2 separate regions of the Sus scrofa genome follow, and region 1 is linked to region 2. A link is a contact called in public promoter capture Hi-C data. All regions are on one chromosome and are shown on one strand. Each heading gives the region's core, a stretch centred on a gene start, on an enhancer-like site or on the middle of the called end of the contact. The rest is flanking DNA. Distances are from core to core; before and after follow the strand shown.

What was found. Promoter capture Hi-C pulls out the DNA fragments that hold promoters and counts their contacts.
Region 1: a promoter capture Hi-C map of liver shows a contact between it and region 2, with 4 times the contacts expected there. The contact joins the enhancer-like site here to the promoter of STOX1 in region 2. A contact is called at or near these places in 1 of 5 promoter capture datasets (liver) and 5 of 47 Hi-C or Micro-C datasets (embryonic fibroblasts, epiblast stem cells, fetal heart ventricle and 2 more).

Annotation. Positions count from the first base shown.
Region 1 is chr14:71,966,906-71,973,469 of Sscrofa11.1, reverse strand. All of the region lies in intron 1 of STOX1 (storkhead-box protein 1), which reads right to left. Among named protein-coding and RNA genes, the nearest start is that of DDX50, 19 kb to the left of the region's middle. Within about 2 kb of position 4,504, at least 15 of the 83 cell types and tissues checked have an H3K27ac peak or open chromatin away from gene starts, as enhancers often do. A contact at or near this core is called in liver, where this site is marked.
Region 2 is chr14:71,921,444-71,928,813 of Sscrofa11.1, reverse strand. It overlaps STOX1 (storkhead-box protein 1), which reads right to left and starts at 1,427. Exons shown (of 4, transcript XM_001928627.5): 1 at 11-1,427. The coding sequence starts at 320. LOC106508088 (a long non-coding RNA gene) reads left to right here and starts at 312. Exons shown (of 3, transcript XR_001304645.2): 1 at 312-399; 2 at 1,865-2,040; 3 at 4,781-6,935.

The sequences.
Region 1 (6,564 bases), core at 3,255-5,754, 42 kb before region 2:
GAAACAACAGAAGAAAAAGGCTTACATCATGATATCCGCTTTTAAGAAGTCTAATATTTGTCACTACTTGATAAGCAATAGATAGTAGGTTTCCATGAGAAAGGTACAAAGTGCCAATGGAGTTCAGGTGAGACAATGCTTATACAGCAATTCACATCTTTCAAAGCACTTTGTCTTCATGTTAGCTACCTGAGATAGGCATGGACAGGATTATTATTTAAAATATAGGAGTTCCCATAGTGGCTCAGTGGAAATGAATCTGATTGGTATCTGTGAAGACGCAGGTTCATTCCCTGGCCTCTCTCAGTGGGTTAAGGATCTGGCATTGCTGTGAGCCGTGGTATAGGTTACAGATGAGGCTTGGATCCCGTGTTGCTGTGGCTGTGGTGTAGGCCGGCAGCTACAGCTCTGATTCAACCCCTAGCCTGGGAACCTTCATATGCCAAGGCAGTGGCCCTTAAAAAAAATACATACATATATATATACAGAGAGAGAGAGAGAGAGTGCACGCCATAAAAAGCTGATTTAATTGTCCCCAAGGCCTAAAAGCAAGTAATGTGACAGAAATATGTCTTCTGAGGAGTTTCATTGTGGCTCAGCAGTAATGAATCCCACTAGTGTGAAAGAGGACATGGGTTTGATCCCTGGCCTTATTCAGTGGGTTAAGGATGCAGCGTTGCTGTGAGCTGTGGTGCAGGTCAGCAGCTACAGCTCTAATTCAAACCTAGCCTAGGAACTTTCATGTGCCCTGGGTGTGGCCCTAAAAAGACAAAAAAAAAAAAAAAAAAAAAAAGAGAGAGAGAGAGAAATAAGTCTTCTGACTCCTAATCCAGTATTTTTGTCATTCCACACTTTCCTAATCAGAGTGATAAGGAAGCTTTGAAGAAGGAAAGTATGGAAGTGACTTCCAATTTGCAGGAATACATGGAGCATAATCATGGAAGGAGGGAAGATATATAAGAGCATGGATAGTTATCCTGGCTAGACAGAGCTCAAGGGTTGTATTAGACCAAAGTGGAAAATAAGGCTGGAATTGTAAGCTAGTCTGTATCGTTTTTCCTCTTTGCCAGTATATTAAATTGTTCTTCTTAATGTGCCATTAGTCACGCTGAGTTTTAGGTTCTGCTGGATATCCAAGGGAACTCCCCTCACTTAATTGGAAATGAAGGACTAAGGCTCAGGAAAGCAATTTGGAAATCAACCAATAAAGATGAGAGCTGAGGAGTTCCCCTCCTGGCGCAGTGGTTAACAATCCGACTAGGAACCATGAGGCTGCAGGTTCCATCCCTAGCCTTGCTCAGTGGGTTAAGGATCTGGCGTTGCCGTGAGCTGTGGTGTAGGCTGCAGATGTGGCTGGAATCCCGAGTTGCTGTGGCTCTGGTGGAGGCCGGTGGCTACAGCTCCGGTTGGACCCCTAGCTTGGGAATCTCCATATGCTGCAGGAGCAGCCCTAGAAAAGGCAAAAAGACAAAAAAAAAAAAAAAAAAAAGAGAGAGAGCTGAAGCTAAGGAGTGAAATACATTCTTTTAACAGAAAGAGTAAAAAAGAGAGAGTCAGAAACAGTTATATGAGGAACTATCTATATTTAAGAGATAGTAGAAATAGGGATCCACAAATGAGAGAAGGCACAGTAATGAGGATAGGAAGAGAGAACCAAGAGTATGAGAAGGGGAAAAAAAGATTTCCAAAAGAACAGCAAATCAACAGGGTCAATGTTTAAGAGAGAACAAAAAAGTTGAGGGAGGAGAAGAGGCAACTGGATTACTTGCTTGGAACAAGGTGACCACTGGAAACTTTCAAGAGAATTGTTTTCATGGGAAAGAACAGAAATTAAATGTCAGATTGAAAGAAAGGGAATGGGTGAAAAAAATCGAAGTTAATGGGTCTTCCCCCTAGAGCAAGATTTCTCATCTTTGGTACTTCTGACATTGGGGGCCAGATAAAGGGTGACCAATCATCCCAGTATACTCAGGAATGAAGGGTTTTCTGGGACACAGGGTTTTCAGTGCTATAAACAGAAAGCTGAAGGCAAACCAGGGTGGTTGATCACCCTAACTAGAGAATTATTTCCTGCGGCGGGGGTGGGGGTGGCTGTCTTGTGCATTGTAGGATATTTAGTAGCATCCTCAGCCTCTAGGTGCCAAGAGCATCTCCCACAGTTACAGCAACCAAAAGTGTCTCCAGACATTGCCAAATGTCTCTGAAAGGAAAGGGTTGGAGGTCAAAACTGCCCTAATTGTAAAGCACTGTTCTCAGACCATTTGTTGGAAAAATCTGATTGTGAAAGAGTAGAAAAAGAACCCAACCCAGAAAGGAGTATGATCAAATGAAGGTGAATGTATGTGTATGTTGAGATTTTCTTAAAAGAGCTCTCTACGTTTGGATACAAAAAGGGCTTAGTGGATATGATGAAAATGATTCTGGGAGGGAGAAGTCAGTCAGACAGCAAGATCCCAAATGAGGGCAAAGAGGAAAAAAACACATGCACAGGTAAAAGAACTTTCTTAGAAATGAGAAGGATATTTGCAGCCAATTAAGCTGACCAGTGCCCTTTTCCCCATGGGGGCCTGGTGTGCAATAGCTGCAAACAGCAGCCCCGGTAGTGTATGCACCCTGTTGCCTGTATAGGTTGCCCTAAGGGACCTTGGAGACAGCCCTTTCCAGTAGACATTCATGACTGGCATGCTGTCCCCAATACAGGCTCCAGACAGCTGCAGAACGAGGAGCATGTGATTGAGGCACTACGCAGAGCCAAGTTCAAGTTCCTTGGCCACCAGAAGATCCACATCTCTAAGAAGTGGGGATTTACTAAGTTCCACACAGATGAATTTGAAAACATGGTGGCAGAAAAGCGGCTTATCTCGGATGGCTGTGGGGTCAAATATATCCCTAATCTCAGCCCCCTGGACAAATGGTGGGCCCTGCACTCATGAGATCCTTGGCGGCATTGTCCCCTCCTTAACGCTCACCAATACATCCTACTTGCCTGTCAAAAAAAGAAGAAAAGAAAAGAAAAAAAATGAGAAGGATATTAATTTATCTGAGACTTGAGACAATAGAGGGTGGCAGAAGACCAGAAATATATCAAGGCATAGAAGGAAAAAAACATTAGCATAAGAAGGTCATGTGATCTCCGCAAAGTTAGGGGGAAAGAAAATAGGAATGGGAGGAGGAAAAAAACGGAAATGCGGAGGTGAAGGGTAGAAAGGGAGTTTGAGGAGTTACTCTTAGAGCACGCTAGGAAATTTAAAAATTCATACAAAGATTACGCAGGAGCCTTGGGTCTCAAGGTGATTTAAGTGTGATTTCTGATTACAGATGAAGTAGCAATCTGGAATAGAAAAGGATAAGAGTCTAGGAGGCCAACAGTGCTTCTAAAACGTTAATGTGCATATGAGAATCACTAGGCGATTGTGCCAGTGTGCAGATTCTGATTCAGAAGATCTGAAACGGAGCCTATGATTCTGCATTTCTAACAAACTCCCAGGTGATGTCCATGCTGCAGGTCTGAGGTCTGCTCTTTGGAGTGGCAGCCCATTAGGGTGTTAATGATAGCAATGCTAAAGTTTGGCTACTTTTAAATATACTGGCTGGATGTGAAGGTTGCAGCCAAAGCTGGTCAGAGGCTCATAGTACTCATTGTATCTGCAGCAGGAAACTGATAAGCAGCTGTTATTAAAGATCACACTGGCCTGTTTCCTTGTTTCCTTAAGCGTCTCTATTTAGCAAGTTGGGGCATCTTTGACCTTGGAAAGTCACAACACAGGGCAGAACTGCTGTCTGCTTTGGCAGCCTAGGGAAGGATCTTCTCTTGGCCTGCTTGGTGCTGTCTTACTGGGCGATGCCAAGATACCTATAGCATTCTGAGAAGCTAGGATGAATGGCTAATCAATTAGCATTTCAAAGAGTGGTGATAAGAGATGATGCTATGAAACTTATTGTTAAGAGGGGAACACTAACCTAAAATTCAAAATCCTCCTAGAAACTCTACCTCTGAGCTAAGAGTAATAAGCCTTTCTCCTTATCTTCATTCCCCTTTGCTTTTCTTTTTTCCCTCCGCATCTGAGATTACTTTCTTCTCTTTCATCTCCCTCCTCAACCTGACAAAATACAGTATTAAATTGCCCTTTCACTCTTGTTTATGCTTCTTAAACATAACTCCATGTGCTTAATTTAAAACAAACCCTATTCCTCATCTTCCAAGACAGTCTAAGTGACTTTTTTTCTTGTATGTGATTGCCTGTCCCCACTTGATGTGGACTTAGAAGCCCTTAATTCAAAAAGAAGGAGGGAAAAGTTCTCCTCTCCTAGAAAGATAAGGGCAAAACCTAAAAAGAATTTGCTCAACCACACTATATATACTCAAGCCTCATCTCAGCCCTAGCTTAAACCCAGTCACTTGGAACTTTGAGATTGGAGTTGGGGGAGTGAAGGCCAGAGACTTTTCGAGATGAGCGCGGCTAGAAACTCAGTACATGTCTGATGCTCTTGCTGCGCCCCCTGCCGGTGGCTGCCCATTTCTATGCAAATGAAAACAGAAAGCTGTCCTAGGGTCCAGTGAGGGATCCCCACTACGCCTTTAGGCTAGACCTGAAGATGCCTGTTTCCAGTTCAATCCTTAAGCTTGTTTCCTCTTTCATAGGAAAATGAATAGTCAAAATTGAATTTTTTATGGAACTGTGGGAAGGGGTGCATGGGCTATTCCTGTACACTTCTTCACAATCTCCTGTATATCTATAACTACTTCCAAATAAAAGTTAAAGAAAATAGATTTTACAGAAAAGACTACTTTTTATTAACAAGCGGAAATGTATGAGAAACAGAATTTTTTCTTACATTTTAAAAATCCCAACTTTTTCTTAGAGTCCTAACATTGCCTGCCAAATCCAAAGACACTTTTAGAACTTTTATTCATAATTCTTACTGTAGTGTGGGGATGTTTATTTTAAAAGAGTAAACATATCTACTACCAACTAGAAAGACAACTGTCTTTTAGAGAACATGTTAAAATCGCATTTAACCTCTGCTTTGGAGCTCCCTCTAGACAAAGCCTAGAGAAAGTTTCTCAGTACATTTTCTTCACAGCCGTTGCTAAGATACGTCTTCAGGTGCATAAATCATCAAGAGTTCTTTTATGCAGGAAAGGAGAGCGAAGCCTGCCTGACATGAGAACATCTGTGATAAAAGCAAGAATCATTTTCCAGCTGCAGCCACAGTTTATTTCAGTTACTTTGGCACTTGGGTTTTGGAATGCAGTCACCCTTACAGTTTTCCACGAAAAAATTAAACTTTCAGTGGAGAAGATCCCCCTTATAGATGTAACTAGATTTCACAAGAAGAGAAGGCCAGCCCTTTGGCTTTATCCTCAGCAAGTATGGAGTGATTGAAAGGCACCCTTAAGTGCAGGCCTGCTGTGGACCTCTGACCCTTGAACTAAAGCAGGGATCAGAAGGCTAGAAGAGCCTGTGGGCCAGAGTAAACAGTTCACAACAACGTTCTCTCTTTTCACACAGTCTTATACTCTTAGGTGCTGCAGAAATGGGAGAAGTGTTTATACCGAAAGACTGGTTTCTCAAAAAATACCAACAAAGTAGAACCTGTTACATATAATGCCACCCTTTCTGTAAAGGACATTTTTATTGCTACCCTGCTGTATTCCTGAAAGATTCAGTTGGGGTGTGTGTATATATATATATATATCTTCCTCATATCTTCCAAGATATGGGGTTATGTTATATGAGTTTTAAAACAATTATTCTTTAAAAGCCCACTTTTTCTAGGGAAGATAAAACAGTGTAAGGCAAATTAAACACACGTAGCATGTAGATGCCCAGGCAGCAAATGAAAATAGGGTTCTCTTAACTATCAAAAGCAGATGATATCCAGTGAAGTCCAGGACAGTCTCCTCTGAGCTCAGGATCCTAAAACCGTGACTAGAACCAGCTTCCTGTGTGATGGACATAAGATCATACAACCTCAGGCAATCAATTTCCGCTCTGGCACCCAAGAGCTGTGGTCTAGAAGAGCCCCATGGCCAACAGGAGCAGAACCCCCTGGAAGCGTGGCTTGTTCCTGGAGTTGGTGACAAAAGCTCAACAATAATCCAGCACAATCAAAGACCTCATCAAAACTCTGAGGAAAAAAGAGGTGGTTTCTTTACGTCAGGACACCAAGGCCTCCTCCACGGGCCTCAGGTTTTTTCCAACCTGAGGTTTCTAGCCTGGCTGTTTTCTAACAGCAAAGAAAAATGGCTGAAAGAGCTATTTCCTAGACAGTTCATGAGGCGTGAATACTCCTGCCCCAGTGTAGAAATAGCAAGAGGTACATTCAAGACAAATATGGACTGCCTTTTCACCAGACCCAGAGAAGGCAACCAGTAGAGACCAAGCAAACGATCTCTAGGAGCTGTGGTACTAGAGAAATCTTCAACCAGGGACACAGGATTCCTAAATCTGCATTCCAGTCAGTTGGGAGTTTCAGTAAAATTACAAGCCTACACTTTGCACTCTCCAAGTGAGAAAGGGAGAACCAAAATCAAGATACAATCTGCCTATCCTGAACCTG
Region 2 (7,370 bases), core at 178-2,677:
CCGCACTCACCCACCGCCCGGATGCGGAAGCCGCGTGGCGGGCGCAGCGCCCGGCGGCACCAGGCTTCGCGAAGCACCTGCAGGCTGGCGGGAGGCGCGTGCACCAGCAGCACCCCGCGCCTCAGCCAGCCCTGGAAGGCCAGCCGCGAGGCGGCGCGCGCCAGCCGCAAGTTCCAGAAGCAGCGCGCGTTGGCGCGCCGAAAGGCGCGGAATACTGAGCGGCCGCCCGGCTCCTCCGCGCCCCCCGCAGCCTCTTGCGCCTCCAGCCTGCAAAGCACCAGGGCCAGCGAACCCGGCGTCAGTTGCACCGGCCCGGCCATGCTGCCTCGGCGGCCGGGGCCCGCAGCCTAGCGCACTGCTACGCGCCGCAGCGGCCGGCGGGAGGGATCGGCTTACTGCGTAAGGCGGCTGCTGCCGGGGGAACCGGGCTCCAGGGGGCGGGGTCGAGGTGCGCGGCTGGCCGGGGGTGGGGCGGGACGCGCGGCCTGGGGACGGCCACTGCTCTCATCCGCGAATCGCCCAGTAGGGTTTCCAGGTGCTGAGTTCCCAGGTGGTTCTCCACACCCCAGCCAGAGCTCTGCCCGCGCAGTACCCACTCCTCCAGCTCTCCGCAGCGCGGAACTTTTCGTCCCCGTGAAAGGCCCGCACCGGGTTTTTTCCAAGCCCAAGGCGTGCGGAGCTGCCTCCAACTGTGGTGCGAGGGTCATGGCCAGAGTTCCTTAGAGCCGAGAGGACAGAGATGGCCGCTGTCGCATTGGCTTTGGGATCTCCCCCAGTAAAAGAGGCCTCGAGGGACAGACTCGCTCTGATCGAGGCTGGGAGTCAAGAGACCCAAGTTTGAGTCTCCGTCTGCTTCTGTTCAGTTTACACATATTACTTCCTCTCTCCAATCTGAGTTTACTGCCTTGTAAAATGAGTTGGGACCTTTTCCATAATTTTCTGGGGTTCTAGGGTCTGATCCCGCTCCTGGGATGTCCCATAGATTGAACGTGGTAAGGGGCAGAAAGTCATCCAAAGGCGCAACCCGGATTGGCTGACGAGGCGCCGTGGTGAAATCCTGCGATTCAGCCCTGGGTTGGGTTGGATATTCCGAAAGGAATCCCCAGGAGTGAAGGGAGAGGAACTTGTGACCTGTCACAATCAGACTCTAGCCAACGCCTCTGAACAACGAGGGGGCAATTCAGATGCTGAAGAACAGAAAGGCTAGAGCCCTGAGCGTGGCAATGGGTGGGAGCTCCTCCAGGAAAGAACAGGGAAAGGAGAGGAATGGAAATACAATCAGCACAATAAGGGAGCAAAGGTGCTTGGCAAGACCTGGGCAATCATTCCAGATTCCGAATCTCTCAGTTAATCAGCCGTCAATAACAACTGCAATAATTTGAGATCTGTACCCTGCCCCTGGTGGATCATTATCACGGTTAATGATAGGTGATGTTGTTAATAACCATCGCTCACACTTATTTTTTTTTTTTTTTTTTTTGGTTTTGTCTTTTTGCCATTTCTTGGGCCGCTCCCGCGGCATATGGAGGTTCCCCGGCTAGGGGTCTAATCGGAGCTGTAGCCACTGGCCTACGCCAGAGCCACAGCAACGTGGGATCTGAGCCACATTTGTGACCTACGCCACAGCTCACGGCAACGCCGGATACTTAACCCACTGAGCAAGGGCAGGGATCGAACCCACAACCTCATGGTTCCTAGTCGGATTCGTTAACCACTGCGCCAGGACAGGAACTCCTTTTTTTTTTTTTTTTTTTTTTTTTTTTTTGGTTTTGGCTCACACTTATTGAACACCATATGGGGGGGCTTAATTGCACAGCTCAGTGTTAGCTACTATTAGTATCTCTATTTTTATTTTATTTTGCAGATGAAGAAACTGAAGTGAGATTAGATTGAGAAGTATTTCCCATGTAAATCAACTAAAATAAAATGAAAGAAATTTTTAAGTATTTCCTGGTTACACAGATGGTAAGGAATGGAGTCAGACAAATGCCAAAGCAGGGTTCTCTATGACAAATAAGTCTGACACAAGATTCAATTCAAGTAAGTATGCAAACCTGAGACAACCCTCTCACATCTGAATTCTGGGATATGGGTGGATGAATGGATAGACGGATAAATATAGCAGAGAGGCCAAATGAATTAAATGTTCCCCTCTGTATGGCCTATATAGGGAGAGCCAAGCTCCCCCTATCATGATGGATTTCTCTCCATCATGGCACTTGCCTTGCAGAATCAAGGATGACTTTCCTGCATTCCCCAACCAGAGGAACTATGATTTTTATCCCCACATCTCTAGCAGCTACTGCAGCATCTTTTCCATAATAATCATGATGATAATTCTCACTTATTCTCAGCTCACTCTGCACCTAGAACTATATATATATGTGTGTATATATTTGTTCTTTTGTCTTTTTGGGGCTGCAACTGCAGCATATGGAGATTCTCAGGGCAGGGGTTGAATAGGGGCTTACAGCTGCTGGCCTACACCACAGCTCACAGCAATGCTGGATCCTTAACCCATTGAGCAAGGCCAAGGATCAAACCCGCATCCTCACAGATACTAGTCCGGATTGTTAACCAGTGAGCCACTAGGGAACTCCTAGAACTATATTAAGAGTTCTACATGTGTGGTCTAATTTTATCCTCAAATTAACTGTCTGAAAAGGGTAATATTATTGAGGCCCATCTTCCACAAGAAAAAATCTCTTTTGAGGCAGCATACTCATGGGGACAGAGTTAATAGATGGTAAAACAGAGAGCCCACACACCTGGCTAGAGGGAGGGAGAGCCATCATAGGACCTGTGGCCAGGTATGAAAAATCCTGATCTTAATTCTCTGTCCCAAGAACCTGAACTGGAAATACACCATCAGGCCCTTCCTAGCAGGGTTTGTCCTGCAAGGATGCTAGCAGGTAGACCCATGGCCTGAAATTATGAGGTAGAACTGTCTTAACCTGTGACAACTTTGTTCAGATGTTCAAAATTTCCTTGATTTTATTTAAGCTAGTCCAATTCACAAAAGAAAGGAGAAAGAATTTTTTTAATTTCAACTATAGTCAACAAGTCATGGAGTTCCTGTTGTGGTGCAGAGGAAACAATCCGACTAGGAACCATGAGGTTGTAGGTTCAGTCCCTGGCCTCACTCAGTGGGTTAAGGATCCGGCGTTGCCATGAGCTGTGGTGTAGGTCGCAGAAGCGGCTCGGGTCTGGTGTTGCTGTGGCTCTGGCGTAGGCTGGCAGCAACAGCTCTGATTAGACCCCTAGCCTGGGAACCTCCATATGCCACAGGTGCGGCCCTTAAAAAAAAAAAAAAGTCACTTTTTTTCCCAAAGGTTCAACTACCATCCAAATATTTCCAAACTCTTACAAAATAGAACATATCTTAAAAGTTACATGGAAAACTGTAGGCCTCCAACTGGAATGGCCTGTATTATTCAGGAAAACTAGAGAATGAACTTCTCTAGGACATTCCATCTTTGGGATCTCTGCAAATGAGACACAAACAGTTTAGAATTCCTATTTTTTTATTCTCCACTTAAAGAGGCACAGAGTAGTCAAACTAAAAACTACAGTCTCAAGAAAGAGGGGTTTTTTTTTGTTCGTTTTTTGCTTTTTTTTTTTTTTTTTTTTTTTTTTTGTCTTTTTGCCTTTTCTGGGGCTGCTCCTGCAGCATACGGAAGTTCCCAGGCTAGGGGTCTAATTGGAGCTGCAGCTGCCAGTCTACACCATAGCCATAGCAACGTGGGATCCGAGCTGCATCTGCGACCTACACCACAGCTCACGGCAATGCCAGATCCTTAACCCACTGAGCGAGGCCAGGGATTGAAACCGCAACCTCATGGTTCCTAGTCGGATTCGCTAACCACTGAGCCTCGACTGGAACTCCAAGATGGAGGTTTTTTATTTTTGTTTTGTTTTGTTTTTCCCACACCCATGGCATGTGGAAGTTCCCAGGCCAGGGACCAAACCCATTCTTCAGTAGCAGCCTGTGCTGCCGCTGAGGCAACACCACACCCTTAACCAGCTGTACCTCGTGGCAATTTCCAGGATTTTTTTTTTTAATTATTTATTTTCAGTGGACTCTTTGCCTGGGAAAGGACAAAGTAATTCTAACGCTATGTACAAATCCAAACAGCATGCTGTGAAGTCATTAAAAACATCGAGATAGTAGTTCCCGTTGTGGCTTAGCAGGTTAAGAACCTGACCACTATCCATGAGGATGCAGGTTTGATCCCTGGCCTCGCTCAGTGTGTTAAGGATCCAGCATTTTGCTGTGGCTGTGGCATAGGCCAGTGGCTGCACCTCTGATTCAACTCCTAGCCCGGGAACTTCCATATGCCGCAGGTGCAGCCCTAAAAAGACATACGAACACACAAAAAAAGATTGAGACGAAACTTTCTGTACTAAAACAAGACAATATCCCAGATATATATTTTAAGTAAAAAAGAAAACTACATAGTAAGGCTAGAATAAGGTAGGGGAGGAAGGAAGGGAGATAATAGGCACATATATTCACAAGTGCCTGGAAAATCTGGAAGGGTACGTAAGATGCTGGTGATAACAGAGGTTACCTCCAGAGAGAGGAACAAAGGACAGGGTAGAAGGGAGGCTTATTTTTCACTGTGTTTACTATGTGCAAATATTTGTTCAAAAATGTCTATCAGGACATCAAGAGATTAGCTCTAGTCATTTTGAGACATAGGATAGCTCTGTAGTTTATTTCCTCCAGAGTAAATAATTGCCAACAATTTATTTCAATTTTCTCCTCTCCTATTTCCAGATGATCCCTCTCTTGTTCACCTTATCAGGTCTGAAATTCCTACGCAGACAATCTCAACTTAGAAAAGACTGTCTCCAAAGTCACTGTTAAGAGCACATGTATGGTTTCTCCCATTATTACATTTTTGTGAAGATTTCTTTAGTTCATCCAATTTGCCGTTGACTCCAAAATTGCAGTGGCCTTTCATGGGACAAGACACAGGAACTGTAAGGAGCTTTTGGACTTCAAGACCACTGAGAAAGGAGTTCCCATTGTAGCTCAGGAGTAATGAACCCAGCTAGTACCCATAAGGATGCAGGTTCGATCCCTGGCCTCACTCAGTGGGTTAAGGATCCGGCACTGCTGAGAGCTGTGATATAAGTTGCAGGCAAGGCTCATATCCCAAGTTGCTGTGGCTAGGGTATAGGCCTGCAGCTGCAGCTCCCAATTCGACCCCTAGCCTAGGAACTTCATATGCCACAGGTGCAGCCCTAAAAAGAAAAAAAAAAAAAGACCACTGAGAAAGATTAAGATGGCTTGTCCTAGAGACAAGGGAACGGGAAGCTGGTGCCTTCGACTGAATTGAGGGAGGGTCACGACTGGCAGATACCTCTCCCAAGAGATCCCCCATATGGAGAGAAACTTGCAGATACTTTTGGAGTCTAAACTCCAGAGCATCAGCCTTGAGAACAGAAGAGGCAACAGAAGACCATTGTGGGGCCCTCTCTGAACCCACACAGAGCTTGTGAACTTGGTGGTCAGTGGACGTGGAGGAGCAGCCCTTGACTGTGTGGCAGAGGGTACCAAGGTAACTGTAATGGGCACCCCGAGAAAAAAGACCAGGCCCCTTTTCCCCATTTTCTGGGTATCGCGTAAACCCCCAAGGTTTTTTTGTTTTGTTTTGTTTTTGGCAATTCCAAGGAGTGGACTTCTCAAAACACGGTGAGACTTTTTTGGCCAACTCTGGCAAATGGAACTTGGAGTTTGACTTTATTTCATTTAGAAAACTGGAACTGAAGGGGGGAAATTCATTCTTGCCACACTGTAATTGCTGGGGAAGATACACTGGATGATGTGATGCTCTCATCTGGCTGGCACCTGTCCTAAAGAGAGCATTCAGTGCCCTTCACACCCAGTCTCCAGCCTGTCTTTCCAGCTTTCTCTCCATTTCCAGCCTTCCTTTCTTCCTCCAGTCCACACCAAGGATCTTATGCTTCCGCTCTTCAAAATTATGCATCTTCCCAAACACGCCCCCACATCTTTGTTCACACTGTTCCCTCTGCCTAGTTCTTTCCCCTTTCCACTAGGCGGTATCCTACAAAGGCCAGCTCGTAAAACCTGTGACACATCCAGGAAGATTCAATCTGTTCTTGGAACACATCGTTAACCCTCTTATACATGTGTTAAAGGCTATAATACTTAGTTACCTGTCTCATCAGGCAACCTGCGATTCCTTGAGGGCCAGGCTCCTACATGATTCATCTCTCTAAGCCAGCGTGTAGCCCAGTACCTGGGTCAGAGATTCGTTCTGTCGGAATCAAATCTAATTTTATGAGTGCTTGGTCCAGGATAACCCTGCTTTTCTTGCTTCTTGCTAACCTGGTGTCACCATACACACATGCATCTCTGGGCATCAATGCTCAGGGCGAAGCCTCAAGGAACAGGCACACAGGCTTCACACACCCAGGCATCTGGAGGTCAGTGGTGTCTCTGGCGTCTAAGACACACGTTGGATGCAGCAGGTTAAAGATCCCTTTTATCACTACAATGGCTTGGGTCACTGCTATGGTTTGATCCCTGGCCCGGCAACTTCCGTATGTCATCTTCGTGGCCAAAAAAAAAAGGAAAGAAAATCAAGACTTGACACTCAGGCTGATTTAGAAAGCATTTCATATCTGGTTTCTCTTTATTATGACCATTTGTGCTTCTACAGCGTATTTCTTACATTTATCAGAAAAAAACGAAAGGCGAAACAATAACAACAACCAAACAATAACAACAACAAGGCCCTGGAGACTGTTTCTATTTCTCAAAGGGAAATGTGAGTCTTTCCTAAGCAACTGTGTTTATTTAAAGGACAGAGAAAAGGAGGTGGGGGCAGGGAAAGGACTTTTAATGTCATTTCTTCTTGTCTGAGGTTTTGGGGGTGGGTTTTGTTTTCTTTTTCTTTTTTTGGTTTTTGTCTTTTTTTTTTTTTTTTTTTTTTTTTTGGACTGCACCCACAGGATATGGAAGTTCCCAGGCTAAATGTCGAACTGGAGCTGTAGCTGCTGGCCTCCGACACAGCCACAGCAACACTGGATCAGAGCGTCATCTGTGACCTATGCCACAGGTCATGGGCAACATCAGATCCTTAAACCACTGATCAAGGCCAGGGATTGAACCCCCATCCTCATGGATCCTGCTTGGGATTGTTAACTGCTGAGCCACGCTGGGAACTCCTATTTTTCTTTTCTTTTTTTTTTTTTCTATAATGTCATTTCTTTTTTAAGAAAAAACATTACCGTCTTTATTCTAGTTGCCTAACATAGAGATTGGACCACATCTGTAAAATGCGAGTAAAAATAATTGGCTGACCTGAAGGATTTCTTAGGGCCCCTCCAACTTCATA